Linked DNA regions of Mus musculus: all the other regions are linked to region 3. The links are chromatin contacts, called in public Hi-C and HiChIP or PLAC-seq maps. All regions are on one chromosome and are shown on one strand. Each heading gives the region's core, a stretch centred on a gene start, on an enhancer-like site or on the middle of the called end of the contact. The rest is flanking DNA. Distances are from core to core; before and after follow the strand shown.

Region 1 (3,885 bases), core at 1,224-3,723, 940 kb after region 3:
CCACTCGACCTCCAACTCCCGCATGCGCATGCGCATGTGCATGCGCACACAGAAAGCTAAGGAAGAAGAAAAGCAACAGCATCTTGGGCTGTCTGCTGTGTGCTGATAGACCCAGACAGTGGCAGGACTTCATAGTTTAAGAAAGCATGGGGAAGACAGACAGTGTGTCAGTGAGCCAAGGGAGGCCTATCCGTGGGAAGAATGCCAGGGAGCAGAAAGTGTCGGAATCACTTCGCCATCCTGATAAGCACTTGAGTAGAGGGGGCTCTTTCCAATAAGCCCAAACCTCTCGTATCTCCACACCCTTCAGTTTGTACCTAGAAGCTGAACCTCAGCTACCCCAAAGGCCTCGAATCTAAAGCACACATGCCTGGGATGAACACTGAAAAGCAAATGGAGCCAAAACCTTCGTGATGTCAGTTTTCATTCAAGGAGGAGTCACTCCGCAATCTATGGGCTTGAGCAAAGGGGGGATTGAAAGCTATTCTGTGTAAAATTCAAACAAATAAACAAAGAAATAACCCTACCTTTCTCTAAATTTCTAGGACCATTTAAGTCCTAATTGACTAATTCAGACAAAGATAATCACATCAATTAACTAGACAGCCATCTTGTCCTCCATAGACTCGGTCTCCCTTAGTTGTGTGCGAAAATCAGCAGCGCTGAAGGCTCCGCACCAAACCAAGGAGGTCACTGGTTTAGAGGGTGAATATGGTGACTCTGTAACAAGGTCAGTGGAAACCAACCAGGAAAAAGCAATTCACATAGCAGACACTGGCCTGACTTCCTGGGGAACACCTCCTTAGGGTGTTTGCTCTGTTCTTGTCCCAGTATGGACATCACTGACTCCAAAAGCGAGGAGCTCAGTCCTCTTGTCCATCAGACTCAGAAGCTCTGAGCTCAAAGAAGGGCCTTATCTTAGAGCTGTGCCCAGTCCTCAACCTTCCCAAGGCTATGACCCTTTAATACAGTCCTGAGTGTTATGGTGACACTTGCCTTCTCCCCTGCCCCCCTTCCCCGCAGCCACAAAATTATTTGTTGTAACTTCATAACTGCAATTTTGCTACTGTTGTGAATCTTAATGTAAATATCAGATATGCAGGATATCTGGTAGGCAACCCTCAGAGGGGTTGTGACTCACAGGCTGAGAACTACTACTGGCCTAGATGGTTGTTGTGAATTAAGAATCTTTGCTTCTCCTATGGAGCTGTAAACCCCTTCAACTCTTCGAGTACTTTCTCTAGCACCTTCATTGGAGACCTTGTGCTCTTTGAGCATCCACTTCTGTATTTGTCAGGCACTGGCAGAGCCTCTCAGGGGACAGCTATATCAGGCTTCTACCAGCAAGCACTTCTTGGTATCCACAGTAGTGCCTGGGTTTAGTGGTTGTATATAGGATGGATTCCCTAGGTGGGGCAGTCTCTGGCTGGTCATTCCTTCAGTCTCTGCTCCACACTTTGTCTCTGTAACTCCTTCCATGGGTATTTTGTTCCCCTTTTCTAGGAAGGATCGAAGTATACACACTGTGGTCTTCCTTCTTCTTGAGTTTCATGTGGTTTGTGAATTGTACCTTGAGTATTCCGAGCTTCTGGGCTAATACCCACTTATCAGTGAGTGCATATCATGTGTGTTCTTTTGTGATTGGGTTACTTCACTCAGGATGATATGTTCCAGATCCATCTATTTGCCTAAGAATCATACTAACCAGTACCTCCCAGAGCTCTCAGGGACTAAACCACCAACCAAAGAGTACACACGATGGGACTCATGGCCCCAGCTACATATGCAGCAGAGGATGGCCTAGTCGGTCATCAATGAGAGGAGAGGCCCTTGGTCCTGTGAAGGCTTTATGCCCCAGTGTAGGGGAATGCCAGGGCCAGGAAGCAGGAGTGGGTGGGTTGGGGAGCAGGGGGAGGGGGAAAGGGAAAAGGGGAGAGGACTTAGGGAGGGAAACCAGGAAAGGGGATAACATTTGACATGTAAATAAAGAAAATATCTAATAAAATAAAATAAAATAAAGAATCTTTGCACCCAGAACTGGTAAGCCCATATTGTGTGCCCAGGGCTGATGTAAAGCAGGAGAAACACCAATCAAATTGGCAGGGATCATGAGATGCAGCCCTTTTTTTTCTATACTCCAGGACAATGGTGAGCCTAGCTTAGCTGGCTTTGCCTTAGTATATTTTCCAATCTGGATGGTTACACGTACCCCTGAAGGTCTTGCATGTATTCCCATGTGCCTGTGTGCACCTGGCTTTGCTTTTGCACGGACTCAGGGCTTATCTGCCATGTCTGGGCCAGTGGGTTCGGTTTTCCTTTGTGTGAACATTCATCTGCCTGGGCCCATCCCCCTCCGGCCTCTCCCCCACACATTAACCTCAAATCTCAGCGCATGCTCCAGGGTCTTGCCTGCGTTGGCTGCTCCTGGGCTCGCAGCATCCCTGCCCCCTTCCCTCAGCCCTCTTATCTAAAGCAGCATGTCACTGCAATTTTATGGTCAACATTACAGACTCAAGCCCTCCTTTGAACCAATCGCACTGCACTGAATATGTTAAGGGAATCCAGGCTTTCTGAAAGGAGCCTGCTTCCTAAGCCCTACTGCCTGACCTCTCTGGGGCTGCCTCCATAAATCTGCCTCACCTGATGGGAGATGGGCTTTTTAGGATCTCTCGGGGTGCTTTGAGGCAGCAGTTCTATGAACTCCTTGCCACAATAAATAATGCTACCTGCAATATGTCTTTGAGAGTGTGTCAGTGGCGGCTGTCCTGCCATGCATTTTTAGCATTGTGCCGCCTGGAAGATAGATTCCAGATTCAGCATTTGCTCGCACTTAGTGCCAGATCCCTTTACCCTTTTGCCCCAGTGGAGTGACAGAGACCACAAATAAAATAAAATAAAATAAAATAAAATAAAATAAAATAAAATAAAAATAAAACGAGGGGGAAGAAAAAGCAGCCTAGGAAAAATGATACAAGAAGAGGGAAAGAGTCACACATACACTAGTGACTACCTGGTAATCTGATGGCAGAGGCTAGGCTGGACAGAGGAGGAGGCTGTATGGGGGTGTGGGGGTGGGGGTGGGGAGGAGTAGGTCTGGATTTCTCAGGAAGGAAGCAATGGACCTGGAGTAGCTAGAGAAGAGGCTGTTCTACCAGGCAGAGTGCCCGGGTAAGAGGAAAGCCCACGTGTAGATCTACCATCTATCATGAAGTACAGAGGCTCACAACTCTTTGCATGTAAGCACATTGGTGGCCATTACATTGGGTAGATTCTAGATAATTGGTCCAATGACATGGAGCAACGGATTTGGAAACAGCCCAGGGACAGCATCCGGGGGCACTGCTGTGTTCTAGAAGCTCAAGACAATAAAGGAAGTCACGGACTGCAGCTTAGAAAGAGCAATCAGCCTCCCCTGCCCCAAATGGCCCTGCCTCGCGCATCTCCACACAACTGGAAATGAGAGTCCGTGCAGTCGGGTGAGTTTTCCTAGTTACCATCTCTGCAACTTGAGCTCGCCGGCAGTGCTAAAGCCAACATTCACCACTGCGGTGCCCGAGAATTTCCGATCCTTTGAAATGCCCCGAGTCCCAGGAAGTTTCTGCATTAATAACTTTGCCAGCCTGTATCTATTACGGCGGGAGAGAGCCCAGGAAAGGAAGAAAGCAGAGATGGCTTTGATATGTTAACATCGCCCAACGGTAGATGCTTTCATTTTACATACTGCATCCTCTTTTAGAGGTGATAAAATCCAACAATGCCCAGGCCTGGCTTCTGTGTGTACTGAGATCCACTCAAACCCTGCCTGATAAGAGAGCCCAGGACTGCAGCAGATTCCTGGACCCGAGTTTCAGGACGATACCCACAGGAGTCACCTAGGGATCTGAT
Region 2 (3,837 bases), core at 1,115-3,614, 600 kb after region 3:
TGGCCTTGAGCTCACAATCCTCCGGCCTCTACCTCCACCTGAGTTCTGGGATTACAGGCATGTACCACCATGCCTGGCACCAGCCTCTGTCCCATATACAAGGTGTGATTCTTCATAGACTCCTGAAACTGGTTCTGAGTTACTTCAGATGAACTGACCCTAACCGTAGGAGGTGTCCCTTAAGGGGGGGGGGGGGGGCTGGTAAAAGCCAAAGATTTTGAAATGGCTTGGGGAGGGGTTGGGTAAACTCTCTTGATTGCACCCTAAAGCCCAGAGTCTAGTTATCTTTAATCGCCCCAAAAGAAAGCCTCACCTAGGAAAAATAAAAATTAAAAAAAAAAAAAAAAAAAAGCAAAACATAATACCAAACTGGATGATTCAGCAAAGCTCACACATAGTATTATTTACCTGTACCAGACTGACAAACTGGAGAAGGTGGCTTGCTCTTTGGGACTCATTCCCTGAGGATGCCCAGGGCCAAATGGGCTACAGCAGGGCCCTCAGCACAGGCTGTCTGTGTGTAAACACTGCCACTTCACTCTCTCTTCTACCTCATTAACTGAAACACATTAAAGCAAGCGTGCTCTGGGATCAGAAAATGAGACTGCGACGCCAAGCTGAGAGATTCCTCACCAGCTGTGGGAAACTAGACCCGGGGGTGAGGACGCGGCCCCGCAACCCTGCTCATGGACAACCAGGCTCCTAGCATCCGATGAGGAAGGGGGACCAAAGGGGGTCAGAAGAGGAAAGGAAGAAATGAAGGCTGGGAGAGAGAAAGAGAGGGGAAGGGAGGGAAAGGGGGAGGGGAAGGAGAGGAATAGAGGGGAGGGAGGGAGAAGAATAGAGGGGAAGGGAAGAAGGGAAGGAGAAAGGGAAGAGAAGCCATGCTGGCTGGTTTTAGGTCAAGTTGACCCAAGCTAGAGTCATTGGGGAAGCAGGAACGTCAGGCAGCTAAGAAAATGTCCCCAGCAGACTGCCCTGTGAGCAAAGCCTGGGGCCTTTTCCTGACTGATGACTGATGTGGGGAGGCCCAGCTCACTGTGGGCAGTGCCACCTCTGGGCAGCTGGCCCTGGGTGCTAGTAAGAAAGCAGGCTGAGCAGGTGTCTAATGGAATAAGCCCTCTCCTCCCCAAGCAACAGAAACAACCTACTATAGACAAAAAGGGAGGGAGAAATGAAAAGGGGGGAGGAAGAGAGGGAGGGAGGGAGGGGAATAATACCCCACAGTCCTAACAAGCAGAAAACTAGCTAGCAACTGAAGAAAGCACTACCCCAAGATCTCTCCTTATAGATACATATTGTTTTCTGATCAACCTGTTCAGAAATGGGAAGGGGGAAACATAAAGAAGCTTATGAAAAATCATCAAAGCCAAAGGTAGTCGACAGCAGACAGAAGACAGTGAAGTGCCACTGGGGTCCCTGGAGTGTAGAGCAATCTGAAGTCTAAAGTCCTAAGACCCAGGGTGGTAAGGAATGTCTCAACCAGTGAAGGGCTGAAAAGAGCTGTGGGCGTGGCTGAGCTCTGGAGTGCTAGCCTAGCCTATGCAGTGAAGAGATGGGCGGGGCATCCATCTCCAATGCCCAATCAAGTAAGAGGAGGAAGGAAGGTCCACTCAGCTCTAAGGGGCTAAGGGAAGCCAATGCTACCTCAATGCTCAGCGACAGAACAAAACTTGTATTTCCTTGTTTTTAGCTATGGCCCACAGTGAGCGTCAGATTGGAACCGACACATCTAGGAAAACAAAATACTTATCAGACCTCCTAGGCCAGAAAACAAAACCGAGGCTCATGCGTTTCCCAAAATCAGCTCGATTATCCCCGCGCTAAGAATAAATGACAAGAGCCATGACTGACACGTGACCAAGGGATGCAAAAGACTTGCATACAGTCCTTAAAAAACATGTAAACTAAAGTAATAACTTGGCTGACCCCACATCCTGGACACTACAATACCGTTCTTGGTAGATGATTACTACGTGGGAAGTGAGCGCTGCTATGCAAAAGAGTCTTTTGCATTTCTTCACTGGCGCTCCAATTTGCAACCTAGGTGAGCGCCTGCCTCTCCTGGGGGTTTGCATTTTTTGCAGGTGTTTCCAACCCCGCAGGCTCCCCATTTTCACAAAGTTCCTGACTGCCTCGTAAAAACATCGTGGAAACTTAGCCCTCTGGGTCTATCAGTTCAATTAAGAGGAGCAGCTAAATTTGGGGGGGTTGTTTTGTTTAGAAGTGTATTTTTGGGACCCTCTCACACAGCTCTAACTACCAGGCAGGCAACAGACCGAGTGAGACTTTCCAGGAGTGTGTACTGGGCACATGGCTGTGGGTGTTAAAAGGCGTGGTTAAGTTAGCAGTTTGAGACTCAAAGCAAGGTGGCTCCTCCTACCACTTGTTGACTTAGATCTGTAACCAGAAACCCTGGGGCTAGCTGTGTGTTTCATTAGATAAAATGTGGGGAAATCAGCTTTTAAAAGAGGAGGGGTTGAGGGAGAGAAACATCTACAACTAGGGTAGCCAAGGAGATTAACCTCTGACATCCAGAGATGAGGCGGGATGGGCTGTTAAGAGAGAGAGAGAGAGAGAGAGAGAGAGAGAGAGAGAGAGAGAGAGAGAGAGAGAGAGAGAGAGAGAGAGAGAGAGAAAGGGAAAGGAAGAGAGAGAGAAAAAGAAGAAAAAAGTTCCAGCTGAAAAAGAAACTTCTGGAATATCTAAAATTAATAGCTCGCCACAGGTTGCCATGGAAACAGTTTTGCATACTTGACTTGCAGGTGCTGATTGTAAGGAAGGGAGAGTGGGGACTTGAAGGCCACAAGCAGGAACACAAATGTAAACATTAAAGGGAGACTCCTAAGGCAATGTTAAGTCAGCCATGTCACAGACAGCAGCAAGGCTTTCGATGTAAATGAACTCGCTTATGCAAGGCGGGGAAGGGCGGCTTTGAGGCGCCAGCCAACCCTGGGCTAGTGTCTGGGGGGCTGCCCCCGACTCCAGGATGGTCTGTGGTATTTCCAAGGTTACAGGATGCACTCAGATGTAGGCACCAAACATGAAAGGGGAGCGGTGTCAGATGTATTCCAGTTTAATTAGAGTTCAGCTTTCCTTTTGTCCATCTTTGCCTCTATGGTGCGCACACGTGGGGGCTGCTGCTTTGGTGGGAGCTGCCCTGTTGCAGTTTGCTTTGTCTTTTTTTTTTTTTTTTTAAATATGTGTTAGCCTCTGCCAAAAACAGTAAAAGAATTAAGAAAGCAGAGTAGCTCATGTCTCTGAGAACACACCTATGCTCAGCGTCGATTCCAAACCTCCACATCCTCGCGTGCAGCGAGGGGATTTTGACCAAGTACGAGAGATACAGCTACATTGATGCTGGACGTTGTTTTAAAAAAAAAAAAAAATTAAAGATGGTTGGATGGACAGATGGACGGACAGACAGACAAAGCAGCAACACCTCAGGTTGTGGACACCAGGATTAAGAGACTGGCAGTAAAAGCAACCTCCTAGCTCACTTCTCACAACTGACTTCTCCACAGAGAAGGGCTGGACCGCACACAAGCCAGAGTGAGGCCAGCCCTGGGTAGTTTCAGAGTCCCTAAGGACTGTGCTGGGGCCCTTCTTCTTAGAAGAAGCAGAGGGACCCACTTGGGAAAAAAACTTCAACACGCTTATGCTTTTAGTGCTAGAGGTGTCCAAGATTCTCACTCTTCACACAGGGTCACCACAGAGCAACTATGGTCAAGTGACACACTCAATCATCTCACTGAACACCAGTAATGGTGACGTCTCTCCACTGTGTCCTCCAAACCTGACAGTGTATCCAGTTCAAAGCCAATGGAAAACGAATTA
Region 3 (4,066 bases), core at 1,141-3,640:
TTAAAAACAAATAAATGTCTTGCCTAATGTGTAGTATTGAGATCCCTTCCTTTGTCTCCTAAGGATCGTTTACCCTGCTAAGACACAGTCATGATTTCCGTTTTTCTTTTCTTTTTAGTTGTTAGTGTGTGCCTTTGTTTTTATTCTTCTAGAAGAGAGCCTAGAAGAGAGCACAGAGCTGCGGGGAGGCCCTGCTCTGGTTCACAGTGATGTCTACTTCACCATGGTTACCACCCGGCACCTCTGACAACCTCCTGCTCTCTTTAGTGCTTGTAAAGGAAATTCCCATGTTTAATATTAAAACAGGAGATGAACTTGACCTGACAAGGGTTTTTGGGCACCAGGAAGCTAAGCACAAAGGAAATCTTTTGGGGGGGGGAGGCAGATTTTTACCCCCACGGGAGTCAGAACACAGCAAAAGAGAAATGCAAATTACAGAGGCAAAAAACACCTACCAGATTACAGCAGGCAGACTTTGAACAGAGAGCAAGGCTATCTACACCTGCTAAGGATTTAGTCTAGAAGTAAAAGGAAGTCCTGTTTTCTTCCTGGTGTCTGCTGTGTCTGGTAGTCTGGGGCCTAGAGAGTCTGACATTCTCGCTGAAAGCACATATGGAGAAGAAGAAAGCTCTATCATTTGTGCCAGAAGCACCCACTTTCTTTGCCAGCTCCAAATGTCTCTGTTAGTAAGATAAGGACAATTCTGCCTTCGTATCAAATGCTGGCTGAGGTAGAGAAGGTTCTGTCTGTCAGATACATGTATGTTCTTTCCCATCTTGCTTTTTTAAAAAATTTTAATTCATACTATGTTTCATTTCATTCCTGTATTTCAAGATTATAAATGTGCGACTCTCTGGGGGTTTTTCTTTCTTCCTCCGGGTGTCTTTGCTGGAATCATGACTAGCCACGCTGCCGAGGGTGCGTGGCAACAGAAATGTGTGCCGAGCTGAGAGAAAGGACCTCGGCATTAGCCTGGCACCTGCTGACCTCTGACTGAGTGTCACAGGACAAGTCACTTTTCTGCCATCTTACTACAATTAGGACTGTACCAAATGACCTCTAAGGACTTGCTTACAGCTCAAATACTCTCTGGCTTTTAAATCTTCTTTTATGTGCACTATAACAGCCATGCAGCAACGACAAATTTTCTTCATGTGCCTATTTTATAGCCATTTTATGGGATTATAGCATATGTGTGCTCATATGTGTGTGCGCTTATATGTGTGTCTCTCTGTTACCCCCCCAACACACACACACACACACACACACACACACACACACACACACACACACACAGAGGATTAGTGGTAACCACTGTAGATAATATAAGTGTAATAATCTGTAAATACAACTTGTACACAGAGGATGCCAGGGTATTTAGATGCCTCTGTTGGAGAACACATGTAAGCATCCATCACAGGTATAAAATAGCATCCTCTGAAATGCCATTTCTTCCTTCCCCCAGGACAGATAAAGCGCCTGCAGACTCTCCGACCAGCCACTGAAACAGCCATGAAAAACCTCACGCTTTTCTAAAGCAGGACAAAGCTTTGAAGCTTCAGCGTCTGCTCCCCAGCATCCCCTGGCTGTGAGGAGGACAGCATTTCCCTAGTCAAAACAGCCTGGCTCTATTTATAGTGCTCACGTCTCCAGATAATAAACGGAACTCGCGGGCTATGCTCAGATCGCCTTCCTTCAGCCACCCCACCACTTAGCACAACGCCCACAATGAAAAACAAGGTCTACAATTTGGAGCCGTGGCTCTAGTTAATTACCTCAGAGGAGACAATGACCACCCTATACTTGAAGAGCCAAAACCCGGAAAGAGTGTCTGATACCCTTTGTTTGCCTTGGGTTTTTAGCATCCCTCTGGCTAGTTCACTGGGCTTGGTGGGTTTTTTGTTTGTTTGTTTGTTTGTTGTTGTTGTTGTTGGGGAGTAGGGTGGGTATTTCTTTAAATGATTCTAGAAATATCTCATCTCCGTGGTTGGAGAGAGGCTGTGTTCATCAGCTAGGTAATGTTCTTAGCAGATAGCGCTTTAAGTAAGGACAGCAGACAATACAGCTTCCACGGAGACTACTACAATTCCCTTCTATTCTTTTTCAAATGTTAAGTTTGTATTAGGTTATTTAATAGACCACAATATATTCAGTAGGTACAGAATCCATGGCCCCAAATGGCTGCGTTTTAATTCTATCCTTCTAGTCTGTTTTAACTAAGACGTTTTCTCCTGTGCATATAATCTTCATTATCATAGAAGTTATTTTTAATTTATAATTAACATAGTCTCTGTCTCATCATGTATGCCTTGATCGACTTGGACCCTCCAGACACATCTTATCTGGTACCACGTTGGCTGGGTCCTGCAGTTCTCCAAACATACAGTAGGTGTCTATCTTAGCCTTCCTTATCCCTTCACTTTCTTTTCTAGTCCCTGACACTGGGATATAGTGCATAATTCCAAAATGGCAGCTTTTTGAAAATTCACCTTGATTATCAGACATTAAAAGTGACTCATCCCGCAGTGACTGTCTGGCAGAAGGGATAGGATCAGACAGCAAGACAATGAGGGGACTGGGAACATTAGCGCACTAGATTACAGAGCCATCAAAAATACCTTTGTTCTGTCAAAGATCCAATCATTTGCTAGTTGTGTTCTGTGGAGGAGAAAGAAGGGGGGAAAATCCACCAAACAAACAAACAAGAAAATTCATCTGAGAATTAAAAACCTCCTCAGATCTCTTTATCCTAAGTGGGGAAGGGACGTAGCTGATGATCCATTTCAAGAGCAGGCAAGGTGGAGCTGCGTCTGAGCGGGGAATCTGTATGTAGCAGCTTTTCCCCTCAGTAGCCATCACACTTTGCTTATGACCTTCTGCCCTTTGCGTCTCCGGAAGAGCGGAAACTGCCAAGTTCAACAGGGCTTGGTTTTGTCTGTGTGTCTGTACTGAGCCTGACTCACGGTGGAACAGTTAGAAGGAATGATCGCACAATTAGAGCGTTTTCATTCAAAGCGCAGCTTCTGATTTCCATCACGGTATATTAGAAAGCTAAGCAAGACATGTGTGATGGGCTAGAGGGGCAGATGCTGAGGGAAGCTGTTGGCAGCAGGCTTTCCACAAGCATCCAAACAGGCGTCTGTAAAATAGCAGAAGGAGCCTCGCAGAGACCGTGGATTCTGTATCAAGCATGTATGTGTGTCTCTGTGTTCAAGGGGGAGAAGGGACTGGGTGGGCAGTAGTGTCCTTTTCAGGGAGCCCTTCTTAGGGAGCTGCCCAGGCAGGTGAGAGGAGAGTGAGATGTCCTGAATCTCGGAGCTTCTCATCCCCCAAGAGACGGAGAGGCCAGATGGGACGTGGGTGTCTGGCTTCCTTCTCCCTTTCTTAAAAAAAAAAAAAAAAAAAACCAAAAAAAACCCACAATTTCCATCATTTGTCTATGAACTCAGAGGAGGAGTTTATCAGTCATGGAAAATGCCCCAAAGGGGCTCAGATCAAAGGCAGACTTTGAAATGTGTACTTAGGTGGATCTCCCTGCCAAATACATTAATGTGATTAAAACACAAATTCCATTGGCAGTTATTCCATCTGTTTAGGTGATGTTGGTTGGCAGTGCCATGTACCGGTCAATGGTGGCCTTTTACAGAGGAGTGCCGAGTGAATTTAAATGCTCTGCCGCACACGGATGCTACCTGCCGCGCTCTGGGAGGATTTGGAGGTCTTATTTGCTGGCAGGGCAGGGGAACCAGCTGCTGTCACACCACACAGGGATCTAGTGATAAGAATGGCTTCCTGTTCACTGCCGTCTCGCAAATGGATTCGTGAAAACAACTCGTTGTGATTTTCTAGGTGTGGTTGGTACACGGGGGCTTGCTACTTCTTGTATCCTCCCCCCTCCCCATTCTTATTTCTGCCTTCAGGTACAGAGCACCTCCATGACCACCCCCACCCCATTTATTACGTCGAGCATCAGTGAGTACATTGCTTTATGGATGGAAGGAGACAGACTCAGCAGAACCCAGCACATACTCAGACGCCCAGTATGTTTCTTTGGATTCACAACACA
Region 4 (4,118 bases), core at 389-2,888, 630 kb after region 3:
ATGCTGCACCAGGGACTTGTTTATTGACAGCAAAGCCAATCTCCTCTCCAGCCTGGGTTGGGCCAGAGAAACCTGCTAGCATTTACCAATTAATTGGTGGGCTTTGCTTGCCTGGCTCTCTTCTTCCTCCTCCATGAACTGGCCGGCTAAGGGGCTGGGACTTTAAAAACAGAATATAACAACAACAACAACAACGACGACGACGACGACAGAGAGAGAGAGAGAGAGAGAGAGAGAGAGAGAGAGAGAAAGAGAGAGAGAGACTCGTTTAATTTGTTCCCTACTCCCAAGCAAGTTACTAGTTCTGAAAGACAGGGAACTGGGGCATTGGGTCTGGGGGTCGATCCTAGGAAGGTGACAGCCCATAAAGATGCAGGTGGGAAAGAAAGCCCAGTTTCCAGGCCCAGAACGCCTGTGTTAGAGCTTCTCCCCGATACCCACTGACTGCAGGCGAAACTTTTTAAGGAGATGCGTCAATAGCACTGTCCTGAAAAATGCAGGCTCACACCCCACCCCAAACAGACCTGTCAGATACACATCATCTCTGGGGACCCTGAATTAAAGTTTGAGATGCTGTTTCACGACATCTTCACCAGACGACCAGCCTGTCTGTTTCTGTATTGCCAGGGCAGGAAGGCTGCATGTGTCCTCCTGCCTGGGTCCCTAGCAGATGCAGAGAAGAAGGAATAGACTGGGAAGGGGGTGGGGGTGCGCTGACGTGAAGCAATCTCTTCATCCTGCCCAGTCTGGCAGCTCATGGGCCTCGGGGCATCCACTACTCTCCCACCCAGCGAGCTTGCTCTGTTTATCAGCCAGTCAATAAGAAAAAGGTAGTTCTTACTTAAGGAGGCAGAAGTCAACTCGGCAGGTCGATCAGCGCTCTGTCTGTAAACATGGTTTCCCGTAAAATCAATGCTCTTCAGTTACAGAGGGCGGCCTGGGAACCAAGTGGGTCCCCACACTTTCACAGGAAGCCCTGCCACTCAGCATTCACAAACCTCTCCTCAGCCCCCTAAGCCCTCCCCTCCAGCCCTGACCCCATCCCACAGACACTCCAGTCTGGCTCACCCGGAACTCTCAACCCTTCCTGCAGGCCAATTCTTGGTCCCCTGGCTACTCCCGCAGGTTCCCTTTAAATGGCCTCAATAACTACACTCCAATGCTACTTGTTTAGGAATTCAGTTCAGATTTTATAAAAGCACATCTTTCCGATGACAAAATTCAAGGGTAGACACGGAAGCGATCCATCAGGCGTTTGTGCGCACGCACTGTTGCTCCCTTCTTTGCTCTGCGGAGCATTTAAATCTGCCATTGAAAAGTACTCAGTGCACAGGAATTCCGGCACCTTAGGAATCCCCCAATACAAAGGGGGGGGGGTATTGTGTGAGAATATCAAGGTTCCCTGTTTTAAGGCCCACTGCAGTTTTGGAAATATCAATCTCTTTTAAAAAGATTGCTTTGCAAGGATAGAATGCTACTACCAGGTCTGCCACACTCGCCTGGGCAACTATCTCCCTCTTTAAAGTGAGAGGGTGTTTGTTGTAAGGAAAGTTCAGTTTTATTCCATGAAGGAGGCAGGGGGGAGGAGGGAGAGATGAATGAAATGCCTCAGTTCTGGTAGGCTGAGTAGGGGTGTGTGGTTCTAAGGAAGGGGAGGGGGCTCCTGCTGCTCCAGCTCCCATCGAATTAAACATGAACAGTCACACTGTGTAATTTTAAATTGTTAATTAGCACAGGGTTAATTAGGCGGTCCTTTCACGAGGGGCTGTTTGGCAGGAAACCAAGAAGGGAAACAAAGGGGAAAGCAAGAAAAACAAAGAGAATAGAGACAGCAAGAGAAACTGTTGCCTACGTGGAGAACCTGCAGGGCATCACCAGAGAAGTCAGCCAGCAGGCAAAGGTGCCTGGTCCTCTGGGGACTCCTTGCCCTGCCCTAGGGAGAAATACAAGGATCACCCTTCTCCTGGGACCCAGGCAGTGCACAGCACATGCTGCCAACATGTTTTGACTCAGCAATTTCTCCATTCCAGGAATTTATTCTAAGGAAACAACCCGGGAGATGTGTGGACATATGAGATTGTTCATAATAAGATTTAGGACGAAAAAAAAAAGGGGAGAGATGGAAATAATCGGGCAAAAAACAGAGAATAAATAAATTAGAGTTCATGGAATTCAACATGTTATAAGGCTGATGATGCTGAAGAAAACGTTTACAAGCACTGCAAGCTGATCAGCTGCAAATGGAGTAAAGTGTGCATTGCTAAACATAAAGCCATCATCATGTATTTCTATGAAAAAATGTTAGGAAGGTAAATTCGAGAAGGTGGGGTTATGGGTGAGTTCATTTCCTCCCTGTGCCTATATTTCCCCAAAGCTTTTTTAAAGGCTTTATAATGGAAACATCACTTAATGAGTTAGGTACCGAATCAGTATCAACAGGCTTAATCATAACTGCTCTAGGGTGGGTGCTATTCTTATACCCATTTCAGAGATGTAAAATTGAGGTAGCCTAAATGACAAAGCCAGATAGCTGCTGTAGGATCTGTGTTCTTAGCTACTCGGGATATTTTTTCTTTGATGTCTGCTGTGAGAAAAGACAACAGCAAAGCATGCTGATAGCCAGTCTTTGCATTAGATCTTCATGTGCCCAGAGACTGTTTCAAGATCGGGGACTGCTCAGACCTACCAGTCCGAACAGGAGAACTTAAAGTGGCCCTCTTTGTTTTTTCTGCATAGCATCAGAAAGCTAGAAGAGACCGCGTGAACAGAGAAGCCACACGGACGGCAGGTCCCATGTCCTCGCTTCTTTTCAAGAAAGGAGGGGCATAGTGGGACCGAAGAGATGGCCCAGTGGTTAAGAAAGCTCACTGCTCTTTTAAGGACCTAAGACCCCAGCTGGGCTCACAATACCCTCATCAGGCAGCTTACGACTGCCTGTGAGTCCAGCTTCTAGGGATGTGGCACCTCTAACTTCCTTGGGCACCTGTACTCATGTACATGTCAAATGAGAAGAAACAAAAAATAAAACAGGAATGCAGGGTCCAGAGAGATGGCTCAGTGGCTAAAAGTACCTGCTCTTCAGTCCCCAGAACCAAAGGTAGGAGGACAAAGCCAACTCCTAAATGTTACCCTCTGACCTCACACACAGTGTGCCAATCCACTGTCACACGTGCCTACATGCGCATCATAAACGTGCAATAATAATAACAATAAACCTGGAAACTGAAAAGGGCATAACTTAAAAGCTGTACACCTAGAGATGCATCCGCAAGCTCGCTCGCTCGCCCATTATTTAAAGTGAAGCTAGCATATGTCCGGATAGATATGTTCTCCTGAGGAGGAGGCTACAAATGAGCATGGCGTGCATAGTAAGTACAGTGCCTCCCAAAGCCAGACAAGGGAAAGAGTGATGTATGGGAGCATCATTGTCAAAGTTAAAAGAATGGGCTGGGTGTGGCAGCGCGCGCCTTTGATCCCAGCACTTCGGAGGCAGATGCAGGCGGATCTCTGCGAGTTCCAGGACAGCCTGGTCTACAGAGAGCCCAGGACAGCCAGGGCTATTACACAGAGAAACCCTGAGTGCAAATTCTCCCTAGGTTTAAACAGCTTCCTCTGAGTGAGGGGAAACCTCTCGGCAAAGGAGGAGAGCCTTGGCAAACGGCCCGTGAGAGCACACATAAAGGAAACCAAGCAGAGACTTGGCGACCTGAGAAACCCAGCTAAGAGTGTTCAGTGAGGTTCCTGAAGATTCCCATCTCAAGGACAAGATCTCTCAAATAATAGAGCCTGCATGATTCCACAGCAGGTGGATGCCATGACTTCTAGCTAACATGGAGGCCGAGGCACCCACTGACCAGGCTACCTGACCGATGCCTTGTCTCTATTAAACTCATGTAGATCAACAGCTTGGGGAATGACAGCAAGAAAACACAGTCACCACGCAGGGCAAAGACATTTAACAAGGAAAAACTAAATGTAGAATGGGGAGGGGGGTTACTTTGACCAGTTGGAACATGAGACCTAAACTGTCACTAGGTAAGCCTGGAGTTGTTAAGTCCACACATGATCAAAGTCAACAATTCAGGTCACATGGATGCCGTGACTGACTCTGGTTGACT
Region 5 (4,277 bases), core at 1,563-4,062, 980 kb after region 3:
CGGGAGGACTTAAGTTTGATCCTTAACACCCAGATAAAAACTGGGGAGTAGGGTACACATTTATATCCTCAGTACTAGAGAGGCAGAGGTAGGAGGATTCCTGGGGCTCACTGATCAGCTGACCAACTAGTTTAGCCTAATCAGTGGGCCTCAGGCCAATGAGAGACACTGTCTCTGAAAACGAACCATATAGTCCTTGAGATGACACCTGAGGTTGACTTTAACCTCCACACACACGTGCATGTACACGGCATGTGCACGCACGCGCACACACACGCACGCGCACACACACACACACACAAATTGCACACATATCAAACAAAGAAATCTAAAGAAAAAGAAGGCATAACAGATTTCAGCAATCTTTTTTTTTCTATGAGAACTGCTTGGGAATCCCTCAAGGGATTATGCGATTCCCTAGTGGCTCTACACCTTCGCTCTGCCTCAGGGAAGGTGCTGAAAAATCTTCAGATCTGAAGAGGGTCCACTGTCCTTGTGTGGCTAAGTACTCACTGGGACCATGCCCAGTTACTGTGTGAGTACCAGTCTCTGCCTTTCATCCTTCTCCCGACTCTCACCAGTATCCCAACTCCTTGCTGGGTATCTAGCTGAGCCGGAGAATTACCTAGAGCCCTTCCCCACCATGAAACGGAATCTGGGCTGGGGAGAGGGTGTTATTAGCAGCCGGGCGACTAGAAGGTGAGGGTGCCACATCATTTGAAGAGATAAGGCCCGCAAATGTTATCAGTCGGGTTTTGTAGCTGGGTAGAGAGCTGGTTTACCTATCTCCTCGTTGGACCAGGGAGATGGCTCAGCAGGTAACAGTGCTGGGAGCCGAGACTGATGTCTGAGTTTGACCTCTGAGACCCAGGCAGTGGAAGGAGAGAATTGACTCTTGTAAGTGGTCTTCTGACCTCCACACACATGCTGTAACATAGGTGAGCCACCGTCCCAGTCAATCAATAGAGACACCCTCTCTCTTCTCCCCCGCCCTCTCTCCTCTCCTTCCCTCCCTCCCTCTCTCTGGGTTATTCCTGTATCCCCTTCTTTCCTCTTTGCTTCCACCTCTTCTCCTTATATTTCAGTGCATCCCCAAGCACGGACACCCACAATTGCTGCCCCCGTAGCCATTTGTTTGGGAAGCCATGTTGCTTTCCTGATGCGGCAAGGCACTTTCTCCCAAGTGATGCAGTTTGAGGGGGAGGCTGGGTCTGCATCAGCCACTTTCCAATTATAACGGACCTATAGTGAGCCAGGCTGAAATCACCTCTGATTTATTCAGGCCTTTTCCCCTGGCGATTACCTTCTCCATTCTGGACAAGACTATCTGCTCTTTCTGGGTGAGGGAGCAGCCTGATTATAGCTTCATTAGAAAATGGTGCGGCTTGCTCTCGAAGTCTAATTGGTTGACAGGGTTTGGGATACGGACGTGTGACTCGCTGACAGTGCGCGTGGCCCTCCTTTTACCGCAGAGAAATCCTTGGCTGTCAGAGTGAATGGATATGTGGAGCAGTTAATTTTATGTGTCATTAAAAGAACCTGTAATTGCAGCCATAAGTCTTTCCTGGATCCTTTTAGGAGGAGACACACGTTTTCCCAGACTTGGCTCTGTCTTGGTGACACCCCTTACAACCCTGTGCTAGTACGGCAGGTCTGGGGAGGGAAGACTCCACCAGGAGAGGTGTTGAAGACAGGATTTCCTGGGCTTTCCATGGGGGGGCGTGAGGGGGTTACTCTCAGTAGTGATTACTTCTCCAGCCTTCTGCAGGACTTTGATGCTCTGGAGGGCTGGAGACAGTTGTCATGCACAGATGCATTTCCTACTCAAGAGACATTGCTTGCATAGTGAGCAGGCTTAGGGTTCTAAGCTAGGGGAAGCCACTAGGGAGTTAACTCACCTGTCTGACGGGAAGTATGGGATATCACAGGACTTGCCTACTGATCACTGAAAAGCATGTCACAGAGTTTCTGACTGCATGCTTCGGAAGCGAATGCACAGGCCTGGGCACCAGGATCGAAATCCATTCCCCAGGCCAACCAGAGACCTGACAAGTGGAGGTGCCCAGCTCCGGTAACCTTGTCCACCCATTCAGGAAAGAGAAGTCACACTGGTGACAGACACTGTCCAGAAATACATAAGGATGGCACGTTAGACAGTAATCACTAGGTAACCATCTCAGACAGATGGAAAGAGAGGGGAAAAGCCCAAGAGTCACTATCTTTAAAGAGAACAAGCAGATCTGAGTAATCCAATTTATGGGAGATAAGAGCCTGCTGCTAGTACTGTCCTTTAACTGGACAAACGCCTTCGTTCAAGTGTCAACCCCAATCCGGAAGAGGTCACTGCACTGGGCCTGCTGCCTAATATACTCCTGAATTGGCTGAGTGGCTTTCCGAACAAACACACTGGTCCCACGGAATTGATTTTCAACAGGCCGTATTGGTCCCTAACGTAATTATCCTGCAGCGAGTCAGCTCACAGCAGCCCTTGCATTTAAACGCCGCTGGTCAGCTCAGGAGAGCTGTGGCCGCACCAAGGGGCCCTCTCTAAGCACCGCTGGGGAACCCTCTTCTCTCTCAGCAGCCATCCCCCCCTTCCTAAATCAGTCAGATGGCAGTGGGGGACTTTGTGCTACTTAATCCTAAGTGGGCATCTTGCTCATGAGATGCTGTGGTGACATCAGTCTCTTTTGTCAAGAAATAGCAAGTCCTGGCTGTTTGATAGGCACATTAAACTTACACTAAGGAGTCAAATGGGATACTTTCACACAGCATCCTTGTGGATCCCTCTTCCCTTCTCCAAAGTTCCTTGTCAGTGCCATTCCAGGTAGCTGTGGGTGTCAGGCCAGCCAAGGGCAGGCTAAGGGTGCTGACCTAGCATAGTGTATCTCTTCTTAAGACTGTTACCACATAGTGTGGTACAGGTCCTGGTTAGTCAAGCAGGGCATGCCGTTTCAACTTCCAGCTCATCCTTCCAAACTCTTGTGACCCTCAATGCTGGGAGGCCTGCTATCCAAATGAAATCCTTCCTCTCTGGATGGACCACAGTGAGCTCAAAAGACCCATGATTCCTATTCTACTTATCAGTCTGTCAGCCCCGAGAAATTACATCTTTCTCCCAGTGATGACTTATAGACATCCTTTTTGAAAGAGTTGAGGTCTAAAGCATGCTTGGTGCCTGGCATATTACACTGTGTAGAATACCACTCAGAAACTATGAGGATAGTTGCGTGGTAGTGCTCTGTAATGAGGAAATGGATAGCAAAGAGCAGGGAGAAGTCTGCATTAATATTGCCCCTCTTCCTGTATTTCTTCATCTAAGCCACGCAGTAACAACTGTGTCTGTGGCATTGGGATGTTTTGGGCTAAACCAAGTGCATGCTTGGCAAGTGTTTGGAACCATGCCCAGCATGATGAGAAGTGGTAAGGGGCAAGATCAGTCACTGTCGTGCAGTATAGGGACATTGGACAGAATCAGCCACCCTCAGTCTTTATCTGGGACCTCACCTGTTGTGACATCCTTAGCTTTCTTATCAACCAGAGATGCTACCAAGCCCAGACTTCCTCTAGTTGCCTAGCTCAAGGTGCCTGTGCCTAACTCACAGGTACACCCAAACAATACTGATGTTCTAGAAACCTTGGTCTGGGCTGGGGAGCTGCTGATGGTGAGTCTTAGAGCAGATCCCAGAAGGGACATCCCTGCCTGCTCTGACCTCATTCCAGACAGAATCTACATAGCTATGGCCAGGAGGTCATGGCAGCTGTAGCTATCAGGACATCGATTCTTTAAATTCTCATGAAACGCTGTTCAATTCTCATTAACTTGCTGGAAGCTTTGCCCAGAACTTGATTGTGAAAGACAAGGAAAATATTCTTATCTTAATCAAACTTGAAAAACTCACCACGGGGGTCTATCTTAGTGAGGGCTAAAGGCATTTTGGTTTGCTTCTATGGCTAGAGTCAGGAAAACCAAGGTAGGACCCACATCCGTTTACTTACTCCCTAGGGTTAAACCAGTACCCAGCTTGGTTCAAGTGATAGGTGCTGATTTCAACAAGTGCTGTTATTTCTAGGGGGCCCAGGAGAACAGCCACGTATTATAAAGATGATGGTTCACATAGCATTTTAAGTACACTCCTTGTATTGGTATGTGTAATGACACTCTTATCTCAGGACACTCAACCACATAAGGTCAAAGAGCAGGGCTGAGATCATAGAACTCGAGGCCTTGAGACAACTCAAGGCTACTCAGCCATCCTGCCCAGGTGTGTGGGGGA
Region 6 (4,118 bases), core at 941-3,440, 660 kb after region 3:
CTTTGAGTATTCTACTAGACTTCAACAGGCCACCTCCCAGCTACCTCGCTGCCCACAAGTATCAGTGCCATCCTTCTAAAGTGCCTACCTCCACTCCAAGGTCATAGACCTGCTTGCTGCTTTAGTGGCTTCCGGAGCTGCTGGTACCCATGAGAACTCCTGGAAGTCTTTCCCTGGGAGAGGCCACAGGCTCTGAAGTCGCCTTAGCTACCCATCTAACCATGCCATGGACTTAAGTTTCCTTTCCTACCGGAGTACCAGGTGGCTTCCCGATGCACTCAGGACAGACACGTCTGTGTCAAACCCAAGTCACAAAATCCAGGGTAGCGGCCGTGGATTGCACGAGTTCACCATCCATTTGCTTCTCCAAACAATTAATATACTTAATAACTCTGGCCCCCATGACAAAGTCCTCGGACGCCCCTCGATTAACCTCTCCCTGCTATGAGCAGTGGGTCTCCCCAGCTTCCCCGTGTTCCCTACCACTTAATCACTTTTTAATCCACAACAGGACTCTGTGCCACACTGTGGTTTTTCTTTTTTTTTTTTTTCTTGTCTCTTAATCTTTTATGAGGGACCTTATGAAAAGCTTTTAGAAAAATACAAGGGAATTCTGCCTACCAGGTCATCTTTATTATTTTAGAATTCTTTATGAAGAAATTACAGCGCTTAATGTTGTAAATGAATATTTAAAACTGGGCCTTCGTGTAGACGCGCAGGTCTGACTCGGGTTATATTTAAGTCGCTGTGATATACTCCAGCTTTAGAAATATTCTTGTCTGCCCGAAAGAGAAGAGTGACTCTCCCCCACCCTGACCCTAGAGGACGGTAATTCCGGGGAGTGCTCAGGACCTTCCGGGTCAGCAAAAAAACTTAGCACACACTGAATAGTGGTGGCTCGTACCGGGTGACTTTGAACAGTAATAGGTCAAAAGTCACTGGGTCCAGGAAGGTCCTCTTGGATGTGGCGCCTGTCCGACTTCAACCTTTTCCAGCTTTTCCCGGGAGGGAGGTGGGTAAACAGCTGGCTTGCACATCTGCAGGGAGCCAGCCACAGCTTGACACTGGTACCATCTCTGTCCTCAAAACAGTTGTTTGTTGTGGCTACTGTTCCTAGCCAGCATTCTGCAACCTGTTCGGTTCTGCCCTCTAGGGCCGGTTTTCCCCTTCCCCTGGACAGATGGGACAATTAAAGATGTACAAGGAATATTTCTTGGTCGTCCAAATACGATTTTCTTGGAATGTCTGAAGGTAAAGCATTTAGGCAACGAGGCTTTTCGAGACCTGGACTTAAGAGCTGTAATACGATTCTGGAATTCATTTGAAAACTTTCCTATCAAGTAAATCAGAGGGTTAAATGATTCAAACGTCACACCAACACAATGTGCAAAATCACCCAGAGACTCTATGACCTTCTCGGTCCATGTTCCTGATTATAAAACTCCACTTAGCTTTTGCTCCAATCACAGAAACAGTAGTTAGGGTCCCAAACTGTAAAGCCAGATGAGCATCCTGCCACTTCTCCAGAACATGAATTATAGTGAAGTTAACAAGATGCAGGAAACAGACAACAGACTTCAGAATACTGGGTAGTTGTTTACACTTGAGTTAGATCCCCTATGTCAATCCATCATGGGGCACCTATTAAGAGTCGCCACAGCCAGTGAGGCAGCTCAGTGCCTACAGGTGCCCGCTTGCCGGGCCTGACCACCTGAGACCAAGGACCCATAGGGCAGAAGGAGAGAATGGACTCTCACAGCTGTCCTCTGACCTCCATACACTGGGCATACAACACGTGCACCCACACACATGCCCACAGAATGAATGAATGAATGAATGAATGTGAACTTCAAAAAAAGTTATCTAATTGGGCTGTCCATGTTTTCCTTCTGCTCCTCTCGGCTCCTGACCCCCTAGAGGGCAGAATGAGAACTGCAAGTCCAGGCACTCCATTATGGCAATGAAGCAGTTCAGCCTGCACTTACTTAATGAGCTCTTGTAAGGAAGCAGGAAGTCTATAAAGTAATTTAAATAACTTCCAGTCCTGAAATAAAGGAAATTAAACTGCTGGCACAAACCTGTCTGATGGACAACTTCTTTGTCCCTCCGATCACATCCACAGTTACAGCTGTCATAGGCCTCTTCCCAAGGCCAGCCCCCAAATTCCTCTCCTATGAAACACACAAAGGCTGCCAGTCTTCAAGCAATCCCAGCCTCGGAAGAGATCCTGAGCCAGGGATGTGGTGTGCCAGGCAGCAAGCGCAAAAGGAGTCGGCCCATGAACCCCACGAGGGGAGGCCTGGTGCTCCGACTGTAGGACCTCAGGCAGATCGCAGAGCTCCGAGGAGCCTCGGCAACAGCAGCGTGACCCGGGGAAGGCTTGGATCTGGCCAAGGGACGGCTGTGATTGTGAGAGGGTCAGATGAGAACAGAGCAACTGAAAGGCAAAATCATGCAGGTATAGTTTGAGCCACCCAGGGCCCTCAGGCCCTGGGATTTCACAACCTGCTCAAGAAGTCCCATCCTGCTGTGGCTTTCCTCCCTACTAAGAATGTTGATTCTCCGTTTCGTCTGAGCGCTTAAATGCAGGTAATTATTTGCCCGGATAATGGCTGGTCCTACTGGATATCATTTTCCTACAGGCAGAGACGGTGGCCTTTCATCTTCTATAAACCCGTGTGACCAGCACACCAAGCAAACCCTTGATGAAGGGGCTGGACTTCACCACCCCGTGGCTACCCAGACATTCACCGAATACCAATAAGCTACCAATGAGCCCTCGACTTTCCACAAGACAAGGCAAATCTCGTAACAAAATGAGACTCGTAACCCCACTGTAAGTCTACAGGGAAGGGGCCAGACTTGGGGGTGGGGGGTTTAAGGACCTCTTTCCCTGCACAAACACCCCGGCTTTCCCACCTGCAACCCTTGAAATGTGCAGACTGCTGTGGCCACAGCGGCTTCACCTGGTGAATCGAAGCTGCTAGATGCTACAGGCTTGTTTCTGGCCATAGAGTTAAGTTTACTTTACTGATAACAATCAACCAGGTATGAACTAGTCTGACCAGTACTGTGGACACAGGATCACTACAAAGATCCCTTTCGTTCCTCTTGGTCCCAAAGCTATTGTTACTGAAGGCCAGTCTGCGAATCTTCAACCCTTCCACCAGAAAGGCTAAGAATGAGGCAGGACTTTCACCACCACCAAAAAAAAGAAGTCACCTTCTATGCAGGGAGGAGAGAGGCTGGTATTCTTAAAAGAGAACCACAGTTCTTGCTCAGAGAGAGACCCATCTAAGCCCCCTTTGAGATGGAAAATCACCAACAGAAACTCAGCGTTGCTTTCTAGAAAGACCCTGGGGCGGCATGGTGGGTCCTGTCTTACGGTTTTGTTCTTTGTACTGCTGGTAACTGAGCCCAGGGCCCCACAGGAAGCCCTTGACCTTCACAGACAGACTCCATGTGAAGCTTCCCTATCACCCCAACCATTTCTGATTTTGGGTTTTTTTTTGGTTGGTTGGTTGGTTGGTTGGTTGGTTGTTTTAGTGCTAGGGATCTAGGGCCTCCTATATGCTAAGCACCATATCATAGCATTCTTAAGATCACTGAAGAATTCAAGGCACTATCTCACTTGGAGCCCATGTAACCTGCATGATCGCATTCAGAGGGTCCAGGGGCCTGTTTGAGCAATTACTGCCTTTCCTTAAAGGTCTCGCAGGCTGAGCAACAGCTGTCACCTACCCTAGAGGGCTGCTGAAGCTCTTGAGCAAAAGTCACCTCAGGGTCCAATCCCAGAGTCCCTACCCTGCAAAGGACACTCCTATCTCACAAGCATGGGCGAAGCTATCCTCCTGCTCATAGTGTGGCCACAGCTGGAAAGGATGCCATCTGAGGAGAATCTGTGTACAGCAGCTTAGTCTAAGAAGCAAATACAGACTGTTCATCATGATATCACTTATAGCACTCTCCACTACAGAAAACAAAACAAAACAAAAACTGACTTCCCACCAAGTTCACCACTGACCAACAACAAGCTATGCCTAATCTAAGTCAGCAGTTCTCAACCTATGGGTCACAATCCCTAGGGGAGGTCGAATGACCCTTTCACATGAATCACT

The links. A called contact is a pair of places that touch in the nucleus more often than the background predicts. HiChIP or PLAC-seq counts read pairs in DNA pulled down with a chosen protein or histone mark.
Region 1: a contact with region 3 is called in a Hi-C map of the N1E-115 cell line, with 9 times the contacts expected there. The contact joins two enhancer-like sites. A contact is called at or near these places in 1 of 484 Hi-C or Micro-C datasets (the N1E-115 cell line) and 1 of 9 other capture datasets (embryonic stem cells).
Region 2: a contact with region 3 is called in an H3K4me3 HiChIP or PLAC-seq map of craniofacial prominence, with 6 times the contacts expected there. The contact joins two enhancer-like sites. A contact is called at or near these places in 5 of 115 datasets of contacts at active chromatin or transcription factors (craniofacial prominence, differentiating embryonic stem cells, embryonic basal ganglia and 1 more) and 1 of 9 other capture datasets (embryonic stem cells).
Region 4: an H3K4me3 HiChIP or PLAC-seq map of embryonic basal ganglia shows a contact between it and region 3, with 3 times the contacts expected there. The contact joins two enhancer-like sites. A contact is called at or near these places in 1 of 39 promoter capture datasets (hippocampal neurons), 16 of 484 Hi-C or Micro-C datasets (Sertoli cells, adipose-derived mesenchymal stem cells, cerebellar granule neurons and 9 more), 4 of 115 datasets of contacts at active chromatin or transcription factors (astrocytes, embryonic basal ganglia, embryonic forebrain and 1 more) and 1 of 9 other capture datasets (embryonic stem cells).
Region 5: a Hi-C map of the N1E-115 cell line shows a contact between it and region 3, with 8 times the contacts expected there. The contact joins two enhancer-like sites. A contact is called at or near these places in 1 of 484 Hi-C or Micro-C datasets (the N1E-115 cell line), 1 of 115 datasets of contacts at active chromatin or transcription factors (embryonic stem cells) and 1 of 9 other capture datasets (embryonic stem cells).
Region 6: a contact with region 3 is called in an H3K4me3 HiChIP or PLAC-seq map of embryonic basal ganglia, with 4 times the contacts expected there. The contact joins two enhancer-like sites. A contact is called at or near these places in 4 of 115 datasets of contacts at active chromatin or transcription factors (astrocytes, differentiating embryonic stem cells, embryonic basal ganglia and 1 more).

Annotation. Positions count from the first base shown.
Region 1 is chr8:108,480,154-108,484,038 of GRCm38.p6, reverse strand. It overlaps a transcript of Zfhx3 not described here. Among named protein-coding and RNA genes, the nearest start is that of Gm39243, 9.8 kb to the right of the region's middle. Within about 2 kb of position 2,473, at least 34 of the 459 cell types and tissues checked have an H3K27ac peak or open chromatin away from gene starts, as enhancers often do. A contact at or near this core is called in the N1E-115 cell line, where this site is marked.
Region 2 is chr8:108,818,543-108,822,379 of GRCm38.p6, reverse strand. All of the region lies in intron 3 of Zfhx3 (zinc finger homeobox 3), which reads right to left. Among named protein-coding and RNA genes, the nearest start is that of Zfhx3, 110 kb to the right of the region's middle. Within about 2 kb of position 2,364, at least 115 of the 459 cell types and tissues checked have an H3K27ac peak or open chromatin away from gene starts, as enhancers often do. A contact at or near this core is called in craniofacial prominence, where this site is marked.
Region 3 is chr8:109,415,750-109,419,815 of GRCm38.p6, reverse strand. It overlaps a transcript of Pmfbp1 not described here. Among named protein-coding and RNA genes, the nearest start is that of Gm35145, 43 kb to the left of the region's middle. Within about 2 kb of position 2,390, at least 67 of the 459 cell types and tissues checked have an H3K27ac peak or open chromatin away from gene starts, as enhancers often do. A contact at or near this core is called in the N1E-115 cell line, craniofacial prominence and embryonic basal ganglia, where this site is marked.
Region 4 is chr8:108,786,156-108,790,273 of GRCm38.p6, reverse strand. All of the region lies in intron 1 of Zfhx3 (zinc finger homeobox 3), which reads right to left. Among named protein-coding and RNA genes, the nearest start is that of Zfhx3, 74 kb to the right of the region's middle. Within about 2 kb of position 1,638, at least 14 of the 459 cell types and tissues checked have an H3K27ac peak or open chromatin away from gene starts, as enhancers often do. A contact at or near this core is called in embryonic basal ganglia, where this site is marked.
Region 5 is chr8:108,434,601-108,438,877 of GRCm38.p6, reverse strand. It overlaps a transcript of Zfhx3 not described here. Among named protein-coding and RNA genes, the nearest start is that of Gm39243, 36 kb to the left of the region's middle. Within about 2 kb of position 2,812, at least 1 of the 459 cell types and tissues checked has an H3K27ac peak or open chromatin away from gene starts, as enhancers often do. A contact at or near this core is called in the N1E-115 cell line, where this site is marked.
Region 6 is chr8:108,757,758-108,761,875 of GRCm38.p6, reverse strand. All of the region lies in intron 1 of Zfhx3 (zinc finger homeobox 3), which reads right to left. Among named protein-coding and RNA genes, the nearest start is that of Zfhx3, 45 kb to the right of the region's middle. Within about 2 kb of position 2,190, at least 79 of the 459 cell types and tissues checked have an H3K27ac peak or open chromatin away from gene starts, as enhancers often do. A contact at or near this core is called in embryonic basal ganglia, where this site is marked.